2 separate regions of the Sus scrofa genome follow, and region 1 is linked to region 2. The links are chromatin contacts, called in public Hi-C maps. All regions are on one chromosome and are shown on one strand. The core of a region is the stretch at or near the end of the contact, and the rest is flanking DNA. Distances in the headings are between cores, read along the strand shown. Region 1 overlaps KIAA0391 (mitochondrial ribonuclease P protein 3). Region 2 overlaps KIAA0391 (mitochondrial ribonuclease P protein 3).

Region 1 (3,290 bases), core at 102-2,601, 62 kb before region 2:
CTTTATTCCATTATGACCTCATCTTAACTAATTACATCTGTGAAGATCCCTTTTTTAGATAAGATCACATTCCAAGTGAATTTTAGACTTTTTTTTTTTGTCTTTTTTTGTCTTTTTAGGGCCGCACCCATGGCACATGGAGGTTCCCAAGCTAGGGGTCTAATCGGAGCTATAGCTGCTGGCCTACACCACAGCCACAGCAACACCAGATCCAAGCCGTGTCTGCGACTTACACCACAGGTCACAGCAACACTGGATCCTCAACCTGCTGAGCAAGGCCAGAGATCGAACCTGCAACCTCATGGTTCCTAGTCGGATTCATTTCCGCTGCGCCACAACAGGAACTCCCTAGAGGGGACACTCTCTACCCCACTACAACCTTTCTTTCTCTTGGGTACATATCTAGAAGTGGAATGGCTGGGTCTTATGGTAGGGGTGTGTGTGTGTAGCTTTTTAAGAAACTGTTTCCCAGGAGTTCCTGTTGTGGCTCAGCAGTAGCAAATCTGACCGATATCCGTGAGGACTCGGGTTTAAGCCCTGGCCTCGCTCAGTGGGTTAAGGATCTGGCGTTGCTGCAGGCTGTGGTGTAGATTGCAAACGCATCTCAGATCTGGCACTGCCGTGGCTGTGGTGGCAGCTATAGCTCCGATTTAACCCCTAGCCTTCCTTATGCCACAGGTGCAGCCCTAAAAAAAACACACGCACAAAAAAAAAAGGAAAAAAAAGAAAAAAGAAACTGTGTTCCAAAGGGGTAGTCTCGATTTACATTTTTACCAGCAGCGTGTGAGCTTTGCTGTTGCTCCACATCCTGGCTAGCATTTAATAGGGTCAGCCTCTTCACCTTTAGCTATTCTAATGGATATGAAATAGTATCTCATTATGATCTTAATGAGTGTTTTCCTAATGACTAATGATGTTGAGTATGTTTTCATGTGTTGAATTGCCATCCATATAAAATTTTCGGTAAAGTGCTATTTAAATCTTTAGCCCATTTAAAAAATTGAGTTTTTTCCTTATTACTCAGTTGTGAGAGTGACTGTAGATACCAGTCCCATATCAGATGTATCTTTTGCAAATATTTGCTCCCCGTCTGTGTCTTACCTTTCGTTTTCACAAAAAAAGATTCTGATGTAATTGCTCTGATTTGGGGCCCAGGCATCAAGATTTTCAAAAACTCCCACATGATTTTAAAGTGTGATCAGGGTCAAGAAGCACTGCTTCTCATGTGAGACTTTGAAGAACCTTAATGTGTATATGACAGCTGCTTTTCTACAAGATAATTTTGGGAGGAAAGCATAGTCATAAGTAAATTGTTAGTTTTGTTTTAAACCTTTATTTACTGTGCTTAGACATCACAGTCACCAGCAGATGGCAGTAGTGTAACATGTAAAAAATTACCCTAGTTTGGCAGGTTAGTGAGGTTAAAGGATTTGTTGAACTTTAAAGCTGAAAGATACCTGTGTCATTTTTATTTGAGTCAGTTGGTGATAGTAGGTAAAGAGGGGAGCGGCATATGTAAATTTTACGTGACTGAAGCAGAACTCCAAATGTGTCAGATTAATATTATTAAGATTTTCCCCCTGTTTTCCTTCATTTTTAACAATAACAGGTTACATTTTTTTTTCCATATTCAACTGTTCAGGTTATGAATTTAATTCTTTAATTTTCCTTTAGGGGAAAATTTCAAACATTTGCAAAAGTGCAGAGACTAGTATAATGAACCTCTAGTTCGGTTAACCCATGGCCACTCATTTCATTTATACTCCGGCCATTCCACCTTTGCCACTTAGATAATTGTGAAGTAAATCCGAGTTTAATCATTTGTCCTAAAAGCTATAAATTCACTTTTAAGCAACTTCGTTTCTCTTATCTTAAAAAATAATCCTTTGTAGAGTGATATTTTTCTTACAGAGTAAGAAATACTTTGGAACAGCAATTCTCAAACCTTTTGATCTCAATACTCTCTTACAGTCTCAAAAATTAAGGATTCCTGAGAGCTTTTGTTCATATGAGATTATATCTGTTGATAATTACTGGATTAGACATCAAAACTGAGAACCTTTAAAAACATGTTTTTATGGGAGTTCCCTTTGTGGCTCAGTGGTTAATGAACGTGACTAGGATCCATGAGGATGCGGGTTGGATCCCTGGCCTTGCTCAGTGGGATTGAGGATCTGGCATTGCTGTGGCTGTGGTGTAGGCCGGCAGCTGTAGCTCCAGTTCAGCCCCTAGCCTGGGAACTTCCATATGCCGTGGGTGCAGCCCTAAAAAACAAACAAATAAATAAATAATAAAAACATGTTTTTATTTAAAAATAAGCATAAACACTTAATGTGAATATAAGTAGTATTTTTTTTCTCTGCAGTAACTATCGTTCAAAACAAAAACAGTATATGAGAAGGGAGACTTTGTCTTAACATATTTGTAAATTTCCTTAATTACCTGGCTCAGTGGAAGACAGCAGAGTTTTTATAGGAGCTTCTGTATTCAGTCTGTTGTGGTTTGTCATTTGGGTTGAACCTAGGAAGAAAATGGAGGCTCATAGAGATGGGTGGATGGAAAGGTTAAGAGTATTTTATCAGCATTTTCAGAATTGTTATTATTCTCTGATGTGCACACTTGTGAGCAAACGAGCATGAAAAAGGCAGTTGATATTTCTGTACTATGATAAAAATAGTTTTTAACCTTATAGATTCTCTGAAAGGTTCTTAAAGATGTACAGGGGTTCTTGCACCACAGTTTAAGAACTACTGCTCTAGAAATACTCTGCTTTAGGTGTAGTTTCCTTGTTCTTTTGATTTGAAAAGTTTAAAGTTTATTTTCCTCAATTTTATCATATAAACATATTAAAGGAAGTTAAAGCAAAGACAGCAGTCTTACTACTTAGCCCATCTTGTGTTTAGTTTTTTCTGTTCTCTTAGTTCTTACTGAGATTTATTTCATCAACTTCTTTCATTTTCCAAAATGGCAAATAAAAAGAATATTTATTAGTAGAAATAGATAACTCTCAAGAAAGAAGTAGTAGCCCATCATGGCCTTCTCATTTTGAACTTTTAATGAAGCTCTTTTATTTTTAAACTTTTAATGAAACTTGAATTATGATAGCAGTCCCCCAAAATCCTGTGATTTAGAACTCCTTAAATAAAACTTTAATGACCAGGGATTCTGTTTTCTAGAAAAGAAATTGGAGAAAGGCAAATTGCTCCTAGTACATTTAATGGAGTTTTTAGGGTTAAGTTTAAATCAAACCATTTGTTCTGCTTGATAGTATCTCTTCAGTTAATTGACAA
Region 2 (3,129 bases), core at 242-2,741:
AGGGTGCTGTGGTATTTCTAAGTGCTGTAGCAGTTTCTTGAAAGGAAGTGAATGGAGGTGGAATCTAAGCTTACTTTTGTCTTCCAACCTTTGAGAAATAGTGTCTGATTCCTTAAATTTATTTAGACGAGGTGATAGAAACCAATTCTTGATGTTACTGTTAAAAGATTTTTTTAAAAAAATATATGTTGATTTTTAGAAAATCTGGCAAATGAGAAAGTTTCAAGGAAAAGAAATACACATGATCTCACCACTCAGTGTTAACATTTTGGTGTACTTCTCTTTATTGTGTGTCATTCAGTTTTTTCCATATCTATATCTAGAGAGAGGGAGAGTTGAGAAGAAAAGAGATTTTATTTTGTTTTTGACTTCTCCCATCTGGTGAGACTTCCTATAGAATTAAATGTGTTTAGGAAACTATCATTTACATAGCTGCTTTCCTGTTATTCAATGTTTAGGTTGTTCTCATATTTTTAATATTAAAAATAATGGTGTGAAGAATATAGTATGCATATCTAACACGTAGTATGTTCAGGTTTTGAGTCAAAAGTTATCAGTGTTTGAAGGTTCTTGATTCATTTGTCAAATTGCTTTCCTGAAAATACCTGTCTGATCAAATTATATATGGAATCATGCAGTATGTGACTTCTTGTGTTTGCCTTTTTGTTTTTTGTCTTTATACTTTTAGGGCTGCAACCACGGCATATGGAGGTTTCCAGGCTGAGGGTCAAATCGGAGCTGTAGTTGCTGGCCTTCACCATAGCCACTGCAACGTGGGATCCAAGCTTCGTCTGTGACCTACACCACAGGTCATGGCAATGCCAGATCCTTAACCCACTGAGCGAGGCCAGGGATCAAGCCCACATCTTCATGGATACTAGTCAGGTTCATTAACCACTGAGCCATGATAGGAACTCCACCTTTTTCTTTTATTTTTAAACTGAACTATAATTGACATATAACACCATATTATTTTCAGGTGTACAGCTTAATGATTTGACCTGTATACATTGTTAAATGATAATAATTGGCTTCTTTTAATTAGCGTAATGTTTTCAAGGTCCATCCGTGTTGTAAATGTATCAGTACTTGATTTCTTTTTTTTTTTGAAATTTTTAATGTCCTGTTCTTTTTTTAAAATGATTTTTATTTTTTCCATTATAGTTGGTTTACAGTGCTCTGTCAACTTTCTACTGTACAGCAAAGTGACCCAGTCACACATACATATATACATTCTTTTTCTCACAGTACTTCATGTCTTTTTATTACCAAATAATATTCCATGGTATGGTTTTATTGTATTTTATTTACCCATTCATCAATTTTATTGTTTCCACTTTTGAGCTATTATGAATAGTGCTGCTACAAACCTCTATGTACAAATTTTTGTGTGGACATGTATTTTTGTTTCTTTTGGGTATATACCTAAAAATGGAATTGCTGAGTCATATGGTAACTCTGACCATTTGAGGAACTGCCAGACTGTATTCCAAAGTGGCCATACCATTTTGCATTCCCACCAGCAGCATATAAGGGTTCTATTTTCTCCGTATCCTCACTCACACTTTTTATTGTCTAGCTCAGTCATCTTTGTGGGTGTAAAGCAGTATCTCATTATGATTTTGATTTGCTTTGGTGGCTGTTGATGTTGATCATCTTTTGATATGCTTATTGTCCATTTATATATCTTCTTTGGAGAAATGACTGTTCAGATCCTTTGCCCACTTTTTCTATTGAGTTAATTTTATTATTGAGTTGTAATGATTTTTTTAATATATTTTGGATACTGGATCTTTATAGATATATAATTTGCAAAAACTTTCTCCCATTCTCTTGTTCCCATTCTGTTTACTTTCTTAATGATGTCCTTTGAAGCGCACTAGTTTTTAAATGTTGACATATAGTTTTTTTGTTTTTTTTTTTATTATTTTTTTTTTATTATTTTCCCACTGTACAGCAAGGGGGTCAGGTCATCCTTAGATGTATACATTGCAGTTACAGTTTTTTTCCCCCACCCTTTCTTCTGTTGCGACATGAGTATCTAGACATAGTTCTCAATGCTATTCAGCACTTACATCTAGATCTTTGATCTATTAGAATTGATTTTAGCACGTAGATATCCAGTTGTCTAGCATAATTTGTTGAAAAAGCTATTCTTTCCCCAATTGAATTGTCTTAGAATGCTTGTTAAAAATCAATTGACCATAAGTGTGAAGGTTTGAATCTGGATCCTCAGTTCTATATCATTGATTTATATGTTTATCTTGATGCCAGTATCACATGGTTTTGCTTAATGCAGCTTATAGTAAGTTTTGAATTGGAAAGTGTGAGTCCTCCAGCTTTGTTTTTCTTTTTCAAGATTGTTTTGCCTGTTCTGAGTCCCTTGAATTTCCGAAATTTAGGATCAGCTTGTCAATAGGGATTGCATTGAATCTAAGGTAACTTGTTTTCATGTGCATTTTTTTCTTTTTAGAGCCTCACCTGCAGCATATGGAAGTTCCCAGGCTAGGGGTCAAATCAGAGCTGCAGCTGCCAACCTACACCACAGCCACAGCAACACAGGATCCAGACCGCATAGGCGGCCTACACTGCAGCTCACAGCCACACTGGATCTTTAACCCATTTGAACGAGGCCAGGGATCAAACCCATACCCTCATGGGCTCTATACTATGTTGGGTAGTTCTTAAGCCCCTGAGCCAGAATGGAAGGGCTGACATTTTTCATATGTTTGTTAATAGTTTTGATTCCTTCTGCAAATTCATGTCATTTCTGTAAGTTCGAATGTTTATGCTTTTTGCTGTTTGACTTAATATTTGTTTTGTTTGTATGCTTCTTTGTAAAGTAAGTGTATTGACTGTTACTATATTTATTGCAAATATTTTCCCAGTTTGCCTTTTAATGTTAAGATCTTTGGTATACAGATGTTTTGAGTTTTTAAGTGGCCAAATCTTTTTTTTTTTTAACGTTTTCCCTCTTTCTCTTTTTCTCTCTTGCCTTTTCTCTCTTTCTCTCTTTTTTCTCTCTTTCTTTCCTTCTGCTTCTCATTTTGATTGGCCAGCTTTGAGCTACAGTTTCTTCTTTTTCTCTGCTGAATTCTTCTCCTCTGCTACCTCTTTCATCTTCATTCT

Evidence for each region. A called contact is a pair of places that touch in the nucleus more often than the background predicts.
Region 1: a Hi-C map of alveolar macrophages shows a contact between it and region 2, with 2.2 times the contacts expected there. The contact joins two enhancer-like sites. A contact is called at or near these places in 1 of 5 promoter capture datasets (liver), 17 of 47 Hi-C or Micro-C datasets (alveolar macrophages, blood, embryonic fibroblasts and 9 more) and 2 of 2 datasets of contacts at active chromatin or transcription factors (alveolar macrophages and skeletal muscle).

The regions. Positions count from the first base shown.
Region 1 is chr7:64,736,817-64,740,106 of Sscrofa11.1, reverse strand. The region is part of intron 4 of KIAA0391 (mitochondrial ribonuclease P protein 3); the gene reads left to right. Among named protein-coding and RNA genes, the nearest start is that of PPP2R3C, 24 kb to the left of the region's middle. Within about 2 kb of position 1,351, at least 3 of the 83 cell types and tissues checked have an H3K27ac peak or open chromatin away from gene starts, as enhancers often do. A contact at or near this core is called in alveolar macrophages, where this site is marked.
Region 2 is chr7:64,674,788-64,677,916 of Sscrofa11.1, reverse strand. All of the region lies in intron 5 of KIAA0391 (mitochondrial ribonuclease P protein 3), which reads left to right. Among named protein-coding and RNA genes, the nearest start is that of PSMA6, 73 kb to the right of the region's middle. Within about 2 kb of position 1,491, at least 3 of the 83 cell types and tissues checked have an H3K27ac peak or open chromatin away from gene starts, as enhancers often do. A contact at or near this core is called in alveolar macrophages, where this site is marked.